Regions from separate parts of the Rattus norvegicus genome. Here region 2 is linked to region 1. Evidence: chromatin contacts called from public Hi-C data. All regions are on one chromosome and are shown on one strand. Each heading gives the region's core, a stretch centred on a gene start, on an enhancer-like site or on the middle of the called end of the contact. The rest is flanking DNA. Distances are from core to core; before and after follow the strand shown. Region 1 holds the start of Jarid2 (jumonji and AT-rich interaction domain containing 2). Region 2 has its middle 100 kb from the start of RGD1596092.

What was found. Hi-C and Micro-C count contacts between places; a contact is called where the count stands out from the background.
Region 2: a Hi-C map of psoas muscle shows a contact between it and region 1, with 2.8 times the contacts expected there. The contact joins the enhancer-like site here to the promoter of Jarid2 in region 1. A contact is called at or near these places in 1 of 12 Hi-C or Micro-C datasets (psoas muscle) and 1 of 1 datasets of contacts at active chromatin or transcription factors (oligodendrocytes).

The regions. Positions count from the first base shown.
Region 1 is chr17:20,157,580-20,165,226 of GRCr8, forward strand. Jarid2 (jumonji and AT-rich interaction domain containing 2) reads right to left here and starts at 4,391. Exons shown (of 18, transcript NM_001427247.1): 1 at 3,822-4,391. The coding sequence starts at 3,866. It overlaps Jarid2l1 (jumonji and AT-rich interaction domain containing 2 like 1), which reads left to right and starts at 4,719. Exons shown (of 3, transcript XM_063276985.1): 1 at 4,719-4,840; 2 at 5,097-6,757. The coding sequence starts at 4,719. The coding sequence ends at 5,751.
Region 2 is chr17:20,661,159-20,668,805 of GRCr8, forward strand. It overlaps the pseudogene LOC103694056. Among named protein-coding and RNA genes, the nearest start is that of RGD1596092, 100 kb to the right of the region's middle. Within about 2 kb of position 3,528, at least 18 of the 93 cell types and tissues checked have an H3K27ac peak or open chromatin away from gene starts, as enhancers often do.

The DNA of each region.
Region 1 (7,647 bases), core at 3,141-5,640:
GGGTATGTTTTTGAGAGGGTCTCATATTTCCAGCTGCTGGCCTCCTACATGCTATGTAACAAAGAATGACCTTGAACTCCTGATCTTTCTGCTTAAACCTCCAGATTGGACACCATCAGGCCCAGTTTATCTGGAGATTGGGACCAATGAAAATCAGGAATTCCTGTTTGCTAGGCAAACCAACTGAGCCACACTGGGCGCAGAGAATGTTTGAGACAGTTTTTTTATGTAGCCCACAAGGGCATGCATGAACTGAGAGACTGGATATGTAACTAAAGATGACCTTGAACTGTCTCCACTTTACAAGTCTGAAATTAGAGGCATTTGAAAAACTAGATCCTTAAACAGATTAGGTAAGGGCTGGTGATACAACTCTCTGTTCACAGGGAAAGGTAAACACCTTCCAAAGAAGCCTTAAGTTCTGAATTCAAGCCCAAGTAAAGAAGAAAGAACAGAGTCAGCACTGTCCTGTGACTTCCACATGAAGATGTCATAGCATGTGCTGTTTTCAACATTATAACCCAGTGGTACAGAGTCTGCTAAAGTTATCCTAAACAGCAGCCCGATCATTTGTTTCTGAAGTATCTGCTCCCATCTGGTATCAGGCTAAGGCCGAATGGCCAGGTTATCATTCCCTACTTCCGGTAGGAGTAACCAACTACAAGGATCATGGCAGAAAATACACACTGGGGGAAACAAGCAACTGGGTTATTGTCCAAGTGAATTGAGGCTCTGAAAGGCAACCTTTTCCAGTTATTTAAGGTATTGTAGTTGGAGTCATGCCCAACACAATTAAGACAGGATTATATTTCAATTTATGAGGTTCTCAAGGATGTCATTTAATAAGAAATATAATACTCATTTCTCCCAAAGCCTTCCCTCTACAATCACACTCAAACTCTTTGCTAAGGCAATAAACTAAATGGAAGGCATAGAAAGCTTTTGAGACCAATTGGAGAAAACATGCTGCCTTCCTCCAGCTCAAGTAATAATGCCACCTTCCATATGAAGCAGCACACTGTATCTATCTTCCACCCACATAATCTCAGTGACTGAGTAAAATGACAAAAGCAGTTATGACTTTTTCCACTTTAGCGAATAGTGAAGATTCACACCATGAACCATTTATTCTGTTAAGAACTAAGTCCAGTGGGTCTCTAAGTCCTGCTCTTTGGAATACAGTCAGTCCTTCCTCTCCCCAAAATTCAGGAGAACAGATGACAGCTCTTCCACGAAGGCAGTAAAAACATAAGGCAATAAAGCAGCACCCCCCCTTCAAGGTTATGCCACCTCCTGCATAGGCACCCCAACTCGACAAAGTAACCAAATCCTCAACTCCATACGCACACAAGGTAAAGAAAGCGCTTCCTAAATGCAGTTTTCTTTGCTTTCACTAACATGGGTCTGAGTGAGAACTAGTGATATGTCCCACCATCAAAGACCTGGAACTGAAAATATTCCTGCGCTAGGGAGCCTGGCCCCTGCTCCTCAGTCCCGAAGTAGTTTGAGAAGGTTCAAGGGCACTCGGTGAGGGTTTGGCTCCCCAACGCTCACCTGCTGGGACCTGGGGCACCTCAAAGCGGAAGGTCAGGTCAGCCACATCCTTTCCTCCTCCCACGCCCCGCTCCGCAGCTCCTGGAGCTCCCACTCAGGCCGCGCCTGGAACCTCCCGCCCGACTTTTGACATCACGGAGGAGGGGAAGGTTCCACCGGGCCGTCCCTTTGTGACGTCACAATGACAACAGAGCGGCAGCTCCAAAAGGGGAGGACCGAGGAACTAAAGCCACAGGGGGCAAGGGGCGGAGAGAGGACGTGACGGCCCGGATGGGGGGTGCAAAGGCTCAAGGCAAAAGAAGGCCGCGGGGCGGGGAGGGGGCGCGCTGACTTACCTCCTGCTTAACCTGTTGCTCTCGAGACCGCGCCGGAGCCTGCGGGCAGGGCGGCTTAGAGATGCCAGAGCCGCCAAGCTCAGCCTTGTGCTCTGCGGGGGGCGCCAGAGGCATCCTTCCCTTCCTCCCCGCCCCCCCCAACTACCCCCTAGCCTCACTAACCCAGCCTGTCCCGCCCCGAGTCAGCACGCCGCGCCGCCCGCGAGCCCCACCCACCCGCCCGGCCAGAGCACAACCCAGAGTCTGCCCCCTACAGGCCGCCCGCGCGCCCGCTTCCCGAGCCCGGGCCACGGCCCAGAGCGCTGCGGGCCCCGCGCACCCTCTGGGCCGGCTGCGTCCGGAACACCGCCTGGGCCGACTGGGTTCCCACAGCAGCAACTCACGCTCTGCCTCGCACGGCCACCGCCGGCCACCTCGGCTTGGGGCCGGATGTCCAGACTCGACAGGATCTACTGGCCTCCAGCAAAAAACAAAAAAAGCCTACCCATGGTGTTCTCCAACTTATCGGGATCCGGGATGGGGGGGGGGGGTTCTTGTCCCAAGTTCTACCCCATCTCCTTTGTGGCTACGTCAGAAACAGACATGGTCTGGGCAGGAGTCCACGCTCCAAGGCAAAGCTCTGTGTGTCCATGCAGTTTCTACACATCGAGTTTAAACTAGTCCTTTGCGCTTTACCCAGCCCTCTGCAATGCGGATGTATTTTAATTCTTAAATTCCTTATGGAATAGCTTGTAAGTTGAGCTTCATTATTTAATCTTGCCTTTCTTTCATAGTTAAGTTTACGTGTATAGATTAGGATCAGCTCTCCGGAAGAGGTATTCAGGTTTTCCATTAAATACACACACATATATATACATATTTTACAAAAGCACTGCCCCAAAGGTCATCTCCCATTATACACTCCACACTAACCAAAAAGGGAAAACATTAAGACCAAATTATCGACCCTAGTTAAATAAAACTTTCTTATAAGGTCGCATTTTTCTTTATGTACCTTCAAGGACCCTTTTTTTCTGGAAAAAGGAAAATGTGTTCTTTGCTCTAAAGCATATGTAGCTAACCACCGGATCACTCGAGTGCATATTTGGTTAATCCCCCGATTCCCCTCTATACTCCCTCCCCCCAAACTTACCAAAAAAAAGCCACTACACAAAACAAAAACACTCCCTATGCCAAGCAAAACGCTGCTATACTATGCACAAAACAAATGTAACCATTACAACCCATTTCAGAAACCCAGTTTACAGGACGAAATTATTCGTACTAACAGTTGCACTCACTCAAACACATACACTTTTACATGAGCTATGTTTTCCCCCTCAAACTAGAAACCATGATTTCTTTTTAGAATCAAAACCAGCCTCTTTATAAAAGTCAATACCAATAAATGCATTCCCTGTAACATAATTCCCAACTGGGTTATGTTGCAAACTAGATAAGCCAAAAACGGCCACATATATTAAATGTGCAAGATCGCCATAATCGTACTCTGAATTGCAACTTAAAGAGCTTCCAACACACACACCTTACACGATTTTCCAAATAACACTAATAACCGGCTCATTTGTATGCAAAGTGCAATATGGGGCCAAATCCTCCCGAGAATGCAGTTAGATCACTGCAGCCCCCCCCCCCCACACACACACACACAGAACCCCAACCTCCACCAAAACCCCTTGCCTTTCATCTAAAGTACATTAACGTTGTGTCATTCGAGGTCAATTTATATACTTGAGGTATCTGTACACCAGTCTGTTTTCTCAACCAAACTAGGCAGACACGACTTTGCCTGAAAAGCCCTTTCGGAAAAAGAAAGAGCCTTATCGGACGCTACGTTTAGAACCTTTCAGCTGCAGAATTATCTATAAACTTGACATTCACAGCCATCGCTTAAAACTGCAAGCCAAAGGATGTGTTGTTAGGAGCACTTACGTATTTCTTCTGAATGATATTCCTCTTGGGTCTTTCCTTGCTCATTCTGAGATCCAAATGCTGATTGCAAAAGGGGACAATTGCTTCATGAATTTAAAGCCGTCAGAAATTTGCAAAAAAATATCCTGGTGGTTTTTATTGTTGGTGGTGGTGGTTGATCTTGTAATCCGACTTTTCTTCCTCTTCCCCCAAAGCCAGATTCGCCTTGAAATAAATCCGAAATTGAGAAGGATAAAAGAAAAAAAATAAAAAGAGCCAAAGACGAACGAAGCAAACAAGAAAAATTCACTTTAGTAAAACACTCATAATGGAAAATTTCCCCCGAAACATACAACAGACACAAAAAAAAAGAAAAAAAGAAAAAAAAACCGACGCCCTTCACTCCCCCCCTTTTTCTTCCAAAAACTACATCAGCGAAACGTGAAGGTCCTTAGCATCTGATCTGTAGTTACATCTTGAAAAAGAAAAAGGAAAGATAAATTTAAAACGTTGGAAGTCACGTTTGTGCTGCAGCAGCAGTGCGAGCAGAAGAGTCAACTCCAGCGGCGGCGGCGGCGGCGGCAGCACCACAGCGGAGGGCTCGCCGAGTCTCTTTTTTCCAAGCCCCCTAACCAATGAGAGAGAGGCTATCCAGCCCAACTTTAAATGGACTCTGCTTTTATACAAGTTAGGGCTCCTCGGCTAATTCGCCATCTCTCGCCAGCCGAAAACTCCCACAGCTGAGCCCCCGCACGCCTGCCTACCCTTTGCCCACAAACCCTGGCCCAGTGCAGAGAACTCCCGCAGCCCCGTCGACGAGACCCCGGAGAGGCCTCAGCGAATCCTTTGCGGGCCGCCCGTCAGGCGCCTCTCCCATGCCGAGCCCAGTCCTGGAATTGAGAGAGGCTCCCTAGCTCAATGCATGGCACGCTCGGTCGCTCCACCTCAGCCCCTTTCCCCCCGGCAGTCCGCTCACCCAACAGTCGCCGCATGCAAGCCTTCGCCACTGCCCTCACGTCTACCTGCAGCCGGGCAGCAGGGTACCACTGCCCCAGGACGCCCGGCCCGGGGGAGAGCCGCCTATTCCCGGGGCACCTTAGAATAGTCCCCTTGATCTTCTGGAAGTTGTAGTCCCTTGACTACAAAATGGCTATGGCCACGGAAGCTAAGAACTACAATTCCCAGCGTGCCCCACACCTCCTGTCACTCAACTCCCTTCCCTGAGGTCTCCCCCTCCCCCTTCCCCAGCCCTGCCAACAAACGCTTGGACGTGTCCCGCGTGCGACACTGCTAGAGGGTGGCTCGGGATTGGCCCGCGGAGCGTGTGGTCCGGGAGCGAGGAACTCCCCACGCCGGCCCGCCCCCAGTCCCCTCCCCGCGGGCCGCCGGCCCGGCCCCGCGCGCCCCGCCCCCACCCCGGGCGCGAACCGCCTGTGGAATCGAGGAATCGCGCGCGAGAGCGCGCCGCGGGCCCGCGAGGGAAAGCCGCCAGGCTTCCCCGGGGAAGGCCTCGGAGCGTGGCGGCGCGGGGGGCGGTGTCAGCGAGGGCTTGGAGCGGGTCCTAAGCAAAAAAAAAAAAAAAAAAAAACTGGGCCACGCACCAAGAGGAATCCTCGGTGCGAACTCGCTGATCGGCGGCGTCTGCTGCTTCTGCCGTTGCAGGCGGTGTCACCTCAGGACAGCGCCCGTGTGCCGAGCAAACGCCGCGCGGCCGGCCGGGGTGGTCCGAGGTCACGGCTTAACGCCGGCCGGCGGCCGCACGCGAGCCCACGCGCGGAGCGGAAGGGAGGGCAGCCTCTGGGCTAGGCACGCGGCCTCGTGGTCGCCAGCCCGCGTATCTCCGGCCGGCGCGACACTAGGCCAGCGCTGGTGGCTCGGAGGTGAAGCCCCGCCGTCTCTGAAGACGGTTAAGGGGGTCTTTACCCTCAAGACTAGGGCTGTCCGCGAGTGAGACTCAAACGCTGAGGTGAAAACATCCGCGGAATATGGAGACCGAACCACACACAGGCCGACCGTAAGGAAACGTCTCGAACACTGAGTGCCCAAAAGACCAACGGTCTGTGCCCCACAGCCTTACCTGCCCCAGCCCCTGCCCAGGCTCGCCAGTCGCTCAGATCAATGGATCGCAGGCCCTGCTGTCGCTCTCTGGGGCATTCGCACTCGCAGTAACTTTATCAAGTCTCACGGCAGCTTCTGCGCTAATTTCCTGGTTCTAACCTATGGTCTTCAAGGTCCTGTTTTTCAAATCTGACTGGCTAGCCTCAGGAAAAAACGAAAAGGCTGGAGCCTCTCCCCTCCACCTGCATGCACATTGTATTCTTCCTCCGGTTCCCGGCAGTTCAGCACTCGAGTCACGACCACTGCGTATTAGTTGCAACAGTCGTGGTGTCTAGAAAGTTCCAAAAAAGCGAGTTAACACCTATGGGTTCAAATGGCACAGTGACCACTTCAGACAAGTAAGCAATGGCTTTCCGAAGCTTCTCACAGTTTCCACATCTACAAGTTGACTCTGGCCAAAGCTTACGAGGATTCTAAAGTAACAAAAACCTAGTTTAGAACCAGGCAGGTAACTGGACTCTTTTATGCGTTGACATGACTCCCTTACTTAAAAATATATACATACCTCATTATTAGTCTTTTTTTTTTTAAGTTTCTAAAACACGTTCATTTTACAATCCGGAAAAAAATTAACTGCCCGTGTGTCCTAAATGTTGCACAAATTGTACATTGTTTCCATTTGGTCGGAATGGTCGAATGCATTCTCTTTTACAGTTGGGTTTTGACCACCCAAGTAACTTTATAGTCGTCTTGCCACAAGGTGATTTCCAAACCCATTCTGTTCATTATAACCTGCTCACTAGAGGTGTCTGCTTTCTCCACATCGTTATGATTTTAAACAGCTCTGCGTAAATTTCATGTCATGTCTGTCAGACCCAGGCAATTATTAAAGAACAAAGGTGAGTTTCTTGTAGGTTTCTTGTGGGCCAAGTTGGGGTCCTCAGTCCTGGGCCTGCGAAGTCTCCTGCCAGACTTACCAACTCCTAGTCACAGGCAGTAGGAGAAACCATTCTGTTAGTGTAGTGGAGGCCTAAGGGGTTATAGAGGAGGAATTTGCTCATTTCCATAAGGGCTTAGATAATGCTAGTGTTGTTTTCCTTGTAAAGGAAAATGGATTGTCCTTTGTGGTTTAAAGTCTTCCCTGCTGTGGGAGTGACTATCTCCTGATGACTACTATCCCCCACCACCCAGGCCAGGCCAAATATTACGTTTGTTTCCCCCTTTTTTTTTTTATTTTTTTGGAGGTCTAATTTGCTTTTTCTTGTGATGATTTTTTTTTTTTTTTTGGTTCTTTTTTTCGGAGCTGGGGACCGAACCCAGCGCCTTGCGCTTCCTAGGCAAGCACTCTACCACTGAGCTAAATCCCCAACCCCTCTTGTGATGATTTTTAACTCGTAAAAGAACTAGGAGTGGATTCCTCTGGACCACATGCAAGTTCTGTCCTTCTCTATGAGGATACAGAATCCTCTCTAAATTAGCACATCACAGGACCTGGTAAATGCAAGCCCATACTCCTGATTCTCCCCAGGTAGTGGCTACAGGACAATCTGGAGGTAAAGGGCAGCCTAGAATACATGAGACAATCTTTTTTTTTTTTCTTCTTTTTTCTTTTTTTCGGAGCTGGGGACCGAACCCAGGGCCTTGCGTTTGCTAGGCAAGCGCTCTACCACTGAGCTAAATCCCCAACCCCACATGAGACGATCTTTAAAAAAAAAAAAAAGAAGGGGTTGGGGATTTAGCTCAGCGCTAGAGCGCTTGCCTAGCAAGCACAAGGCCCTGGGTTCAGTCC
Region 2 (7,647 bases), core at 2,278-4,777, 500 kb after region 1:
GGGAAGCCCATCTCCAGGTGAGGCCGATAAGGGTGATAAATACCATTTGCTGGCACGGGTTCCTAGGACAGAGCTGGCCACAGGAGTCGAGGTCCCCAGGACGTGAGGACCCCTTACAAAGCAGGCATTTATGAACTGGTTTGCTCTCCACTAATTAATTCCCCAGCCATTCACCAACAGTAACAATCCCTTCAATTAGAGGCCGGGGCCCTGGAAAGCCCTGGTGTTTATTGGAACTGACATCTGCATGGCCAAGTGTGACTGTGCTAATACGGAAATGCACAAAGGGAGCCAGAGTCCTCCCCCCAACTCCTGTAACTTTTAAGCAAGGATTTGGCTCTTTAAGGAGTTTTTAATTTGTGGCTTTGCACTTTGGTGGTTAGCTTGTCAGCGCGTTGCATCTGCTTCTCCTCCGTGGGCTCTGATGTTGCCCTGTTCTGGGTTCTGTCATGAGCTCATGAAAGGGACCTCAGACACCCTAGGGACAGAGCCTCAGGAACTAGAGTTAAAGTCTCCTGTGAGCTGCCATGTAGGTGCTGGTAACCAAGTGTGTGTCCTCTTTGCGAGCAGAAAGTGCTTGACAGCTGAGCGGTCTCTTCAGCCCTGGCTGTTGTTGTTGTTGTTGCTGTTGGCGATTTGTTTGTTTCCTGGTATTTTTAGGAAGTTGACTCTCACAATTACCCTATCCTGGGTAGACACCAGGCTAGATGGTACCAGACTGATTAAAGGAGTACACTCTTGACCACTGGGAAAGAGGATTAAACATGAGCAAATTCACAGATCTCTCTGCAAGGCAAGATTAAGACAGGCTGGTGCTAAGAGGAAGCCAGGGATAAGAGGGCAGGGATCCAGGGGAGATGCAGGCAGCTGGCTTGGGCCAGCTTTGTGGAAACCTTGGCTTCCACAGGCATTCACTAGGGGTCCAGAAAGCCAGTCTGGACACAGAAAGGGACCGGGTCATCTGAGGGCACACACTCTGAGGTGAGGGAGGAACTCACTGTGAGGCAGAGCATAGATTTGTCCTATGTAAGAGGATAGAGCTGATCATTTAAGGCTTGGCTGACCAGAGCATTGAATCTGCAATAATTTAGGCAGATGGAGACCAGTGGGATGTGGAAGTTACCTCAGGAGAAGCAGGTAAGACAATGAGGTAAGCAAGGGGAACTAGGGCATACAACTTAAGGCTCTGCCTTGTCTTGCCCTTGTAGGACACAACGGTGGTTTGGATATGATTTGAGGATGTTCCCCAAAGTTTTGTGTGCTGACAGCTTGACCCTCAGTGCAATAGACCTTTCAGAGATGGGATCTAGTGGGAGGTAACCAGGTCACTGGGGCACTACCCTAGGAAGAGATTGATGTAGTTCTCTTAGGGCTTAGTTACTTTCCCCAAGAGTGGATGGTTGTAAAGCAGTGAGCCTCACAGGAACTCTCTTGCCTGTTGTTTTGCCACCATCTGCCTCGCACACATTCCCATCGAGACACCACCTTCATGCTGTGGTGTAGGCAGCCACTGTCACCCCTTTCAGCCCCCAAAGCTATGAGAAAAGTAAAGCTCTTTACATGTGCATTCCTTGACCTTGGTGTTTTGTCATAGTAACATCGAACAGGCTCAAGAGGGCTCTGAGAGCAAGGTCCCCTTTCTGCAGTCCCATCTCAGGCCAGGAAGGAGCTAAGCAGGGGACAGCAGCTTTGTGGTTAGAGTCGAGTGTTGAAAAGATGGCGAAAGCTTTATGGAGGACAGACCAGAAAAGGGAGGGCTCAGATGCTAGTTTAGTTAGGAATGTACTTGTCTCGTAGGCATGGAGATCTGAATCTAGTCCCCAACACCCACAGTAAAATTCGTGGGGCGTGATGATATGCACTTGTAATCCCAGCCCTGGGGAGGCAGAGACAGGGAGATCCTGGGCTCACTGGCCACTGGTCTTACCTACTTGGTCAGTTACAGACCAGAGAGAGACTCTGTCTCAAAACCAAACCAAACAAGCAAATAACAAGACAAAACCCAACATTGACAGCTCCCAAGAGGGTCTTCTACTCTTTATGTACGTATGCATTATCTTATGCATGTGCCCCTGCACACATATACACACACATAGTCTCATGCTCACACATGCACATACTCACACATACACTCACGTACATACTCACACACACTCTCACATACACATACATACATAATCACACACAGTCACATGCACATACTCACAGTCACACATGCACGTACGTACACACACTCACACATATACACACTCACACATACACTCACATACACACATACACACTCACATACACATACACACATAAGTACACACGATCACATACACACTCACACTCACACATATACTCATTCACACATACTCTTATACACACTCACGATACACTCACATACACACACTCTCACATACAACCACACACATTCACACTCACACATAAACTCACACACACAAACATACACACACATACACATACACACTCAGACACACATACATACGCTCCCCCCCACAATACACATACACATCTACTCACACACACACACACACACACACACACACACACTCACATGCACATAACATATATACACACACATTCAAAGAACATGCATGGGGTTATACACAGAGTTAGTACAGAGAGAGAGGGTGCTAGCCCCAGACAGGACGGTTTGAAGGGCTTTAAAGGCAGTAAGCCACCCGATGGTTGATGAACATGGAGCCCTGGATGTGGAAGTTTAGTTCATCCCAGCTCTCCCAGCATAAGGACCTCGTTACAATAGACAGTCTGCGTGTATTTTAAGATCCTGTGTAACACAGGATGCATGTTAACACCAGCTGACCTAGAGAAGGGACCTCAGGCTCTGGGGACCTCAACCTAGTCCTAGACAACTCCCCAGGGGCACCAGGCTGTGAGTCCCTCTGCCCACACACCCATCTTTCCCTGTTTCCTTTTAAGAGGCTTCCAGAACATGTATTTCTCGGATCCTCCTTGAAGCCCGAGAACTCAACTTTTTGGGTTCAATTTCACTTCGTCTTCCTATTGTATCTTGCATTGCCCAACACCCCAGCCTGGCCCTCTCATTCCCTTCTGTCTCCCTCTGGCACTCATGTCATTAACAAAACTCCCCAGACCCTTGCAAAGCCCCTACAGCAGAACTGTCCCAGGAGACAAATGATGGATTTAATAAGCTTCCCCCTAAATGGCCTCAATCCCTTCCAGTTGATTAGGGGGAGAAAACAACCTCGGACTGCAGGACAGTTCCCGGGCAGGAGGTGAGGGAGGGAGAAGAAAGAAAGTCTCCCAGATCCCGGGCCTCAGGGACCAAATTAAGAAAGCGGCACCATTTATTCAAAATCAGATGAATGTCAGCGGAATGTTTGTCAAACAAACTTGTCATTATTTGTCACAATTTGAGGACGTACCCGTCAGTCGTCACACTGGAGCGTGTAACAGCTATTTATAGCTGCCAGCCGAGAGTTTTAACTCATGCGGGGCCAAGGCGCCACGCGGCACAAACAGATTTATTTATAATGATTGCGCGGCTATAAATAGTTTGGTTCGGCAAGCGTCGAAGAACGGCTCTGGAACGTTCTGCCAGTGCCAGCAGCAGGAGGGCTGACAGCGGGGAGATGAATCCTGGGTTTTTTTGTTTGTTTGTTTGTTTTGTTTTGTTTCGTTTCTCTTCTTCTTCCGGGACTCTTTCTGTATGTTCTTGGTCAGGGCACACACCCTTTCCTCAATGTCCCCTTTTGGAAGGGGAGCCGTTTCCAGGAGACCATAGAAGTTACTCACTTAATTAACATCTGCCCGGAGATCTTGCCTTGAAAGGGAGCCCAGTGCGGGGCATTGCGCCCTTTGTGCCCATTGGCGGACAATGAACTAATTACAGTCTCTTTTCTCCCGCAGGGTGGGGGGGCGGGGAGCGCGTTATCCTGTTATTCCAGGGAGCAGGCAACTCTCCAAAGGCTTGTTTATAGCTTCAGATTTAATTTGAACGGCAGCGTCCTCTCTTCCAAAATAAGAGGTTATCAGCAATGTACTAGTTTCTTATGTCAGCAGGACCCCAGCCAAGGAGCAAAGGGGGGAGGGGGGCGCGCAGGGGGAGGGGCCGAGGAGAGGGGCGGGAACACGTATGAATAAACTGAACACCAAAACCACATAGGTACCTCAGTGTAAAATCCGATCATTATAGCATCTGGCACAGGGGCAATAGCTGTCCGCTAGTCAGCCTCCGCCCCTGCCCTCAAGAATACACGCCCATTTATCACATTGAAAAGGCAGGTTTCATACCTCTTCCCAATTCCGTCTGCCAAAGCCGTAGACTCAGCTTTTCACGCAGCTGGTCTCAATTTTATTTTGCGATTTTTTTCTTTTCTTTTCTTTCTTTCTTTCTTTCTTTCTTTTTTTTTTTTTAAGAGAAAAGGTATGTCCATGAAAAAAGAATTTATTGGATCTTAATTTGCAAGATTAGTTCTGGTTCGTTTTATTGCTGTAATTTAATACTCATAATGATTTTCTGACACATATGTTTTAGCAGCAAGATCTACCTCCTGTTCATTTTTCATTTCGATACAGCTCGAGTAGATTAGGCTGGATGGCACGCGTCAGGGAGTGTGGCAACCCCGCGAGAAACTGGCATCAAACTGCTGCTGCTGCTGCTCCAAGCTGGCAGTGAGGCTCAGCTGGGCACAGGGGACCGGGAGGCAGAAGCAAGAAGCCCAACTTGAAGAGCCATTGCTTTGTTTGTATTTCCAGTCACATTTCTGTCTCAACTTACATCATCGTCGTCGTCGTCGTCGTCATCATCATCATCATCACTACTGTAATTAGTCGGGCCCTATCCAATCAAAAGCTGCAGCATCACCTCTGTTAGTGGTATAGGTTATGGGCACAAACCGAGAGTTTGGTTCTCTGGATGTCAAAGAAGGGAAGGCTCTGGAAGTTTCTGCCAAAGGCAGTGTCAGGGCAAGTAGACATCAGTAGCAGAGAGGTGAATCCTGTAAGCGTTTGTCTCTTCCCTGGAACCCTCAGTGCTGCAGGACCCAGAGCATGATCTGCCCGCTCTGAGCCTAGTGTGGGGGGTCCCCATTCTGCGACAATTAAATTCCCTACCTGAATCCCCTTTTGTTTCTGCACAGACACCTTCTGCCATATGTAGCAGGCTGTCTTAGTTAGGGTTCTTTTGCTGGGAAGAGACACCATGGCCATAGCAACTCTTCTAAAGAAAGAACATTTAATTGGGACTGGCTAACAGTTTCGGGAGTTTAGTCCATTTTTGTCATGGTGGGGAGCATGGTGGTTCACAGGCAGACATGGTGCTAGAGAGGTAGATGAGACTTCTCCATCTTGATCTGCAGGCAGCAAGAAGAGAATCGGCTTGAGTTTCTGAGACCCCAAAGCTTACCTGCTAGGGATGCACGTCCTCCAAAAAAGCCACACCTAGTCCAACAAGGGCACACCTCCTAACAGTGCCATTCCCTATGGGTCAAATCACCATACAGGCTCTCTTGGTAAATACTCGTAGAGTCAAGGCAGGATTCCCTTCTAATGGAATTTGACAGTCTCTCTGGGAGCTTAAGTCATACATTTGCAAGAATGTGCAGATGAAGGTATAACTCGGTGAAAATGACTTGAACAGGAAATTAAGTTAGGGAATCCGGAGCTCATCGTGAAGAATGTACTGGGGCTCCTAATCAAACAAACCCCGAGTCTGGTATAAGGTGATGACAGAGGTACCCAAGGCCAACGTACAGGAAACGCAAGGGCGTAATGCAAACCGAGTTGGGTGGCCAGGTGGGCAACTCCTTGTTTATTATCAGAGAAGCCGTCACCATATCAGCTACTAAGGCTAATCTAACCTGTTACGAGTCCACCTCACAGGAAGCCAAGCAGGACAGACTGTGTTCAGACAGACAGACGCTATGCCAGGGTTCCCCTTCATCCTCTTCCATTTCCACTCAGACTTTGTGAAGACTTCGTACTGTTATTAAGATAATTTTCATCCTTCCCTCCTCCCTTCTCTGTTTTTAAAAAGAGGGGCTCTCAATGTTTAAAATAGGATAGATATTTCCATACCGCTGATACCACATTCATGTTAATTCAAGTAATTTCATGGAGGCATCCCAGGACTAGAGATGTGCTTAGTTAGGGACAGCACCACTAATCTGTGCTGTACAGGATTTCAATCTGATGGCAAGTGCTTTCACTGATTCCTGCCCCTGCGTCATGTCACCTCCCCCTTCTCCCCCACTGCCCAGCTGAGCAAGGCGCACCGTGAACGCGTGAGCAGCTGAGCGTCTTTTTGAGGTAGCTGTTAGGGTTTTTCCCACTATTTCTCTTCTCAGCAGAGAAGGAAACAGAGCCTGAGTGTCTCAAAGGCTTTCTCGGTTGGAGTTTCAAGAGACAGAGTTGGAAAAGAACTATTGTCTCTTTCCTCACAACAAAAAAACCAAACAAACAAAACCAAAAAAAAAAAAAAATCTTAATACTTGCTAACAATGGGTGTATGTGCCCTCAGGAGGGTTCAGCATGGTGGCTCAGGTGAATGTTCTGGAGGCAGGAATAGGGCTCTGGAACGCTTTCTGAAGAGTTTGTCATAAGCTCTGTCAAGTTTACATTTTGTATAGCACCAATTAATTAATATTATTAACTTTCTGAAGAGTTTCAGCTTTTTAAAAAAGATTTATTTATTAATTTTATGAATATGAGTACACTGTCACTGTCTTCAGACACACCAGAAGAGGGCATCAGACCCCATTACAGATGGCTGTGAGCCACCATGTGGTTGCTGGGAATTGAACTCAGGTCCTCTGGAAGAGCAGTCAGTGCTCTTAGTCAATGCGTCATCTCTCCAGCCCCGAGTTTCAGATTCTTAACAATGTTTTTTTTTTTTTTAATTCTTTCTCCCCCCACCCCCTTGAGAGAATGTGGGGGGTAGGGAGTTGCGTACATGTCTTTTTCATGCAGGTCTCCTTATTTTTTGAGACGGGGCCTCTCTCTGAACCCAGAATGCACAGGTTCACCTGGATTGGCTGGCCCAGTGGAAGAAGAAAAGATGTGTTTGGTTCATGCTCTCAGGCCATGGTTGCTTGGGTCTGAGACCAGGTCAAACATCATGGCAGAGGGCGTGACTACACAGTAGAGCAAAGCTGCTCACATCATGGCCTCCAGGAAGCAGGCACAGGGGAGGGAGTGGGGAGGATATGGTGGCAAGACGCACCCTTGAAAGCACAACTTCCATGACCTACTTTGTTCAACCAGCCCCTATCCCCTACTGGTTCCTTCTGCTCTGATTGATCCGTTGACTAACCTGCTGATGAGGTTAGCACACCCATTACACAATGCTCTCTCAGTAGTGCCACCAGCTGGGACCAGACACCATCATGAGTCTTTTGATGCTGTCACAGAGGTGGGTCCCACCTGGGAACTCAACTTGCCCCTATTGGAGGTGATGCTTGGCACCAGGTGGGAATCAAGTCCATCACAGGGACAGCTAGGCTGTCTGGCTGTGAACACAGGCAGGTCGGATCTAACCATAGGTACCGGCATGGGTAGTTGCTACACTGGAGGTTTTGAGTGGAAATTTGAGAGGGAGCTATTTATAGATTACTTCTGGTAGGTCAGGTGAGTAGAGACTTAGTCTATTAGAATCAGGAG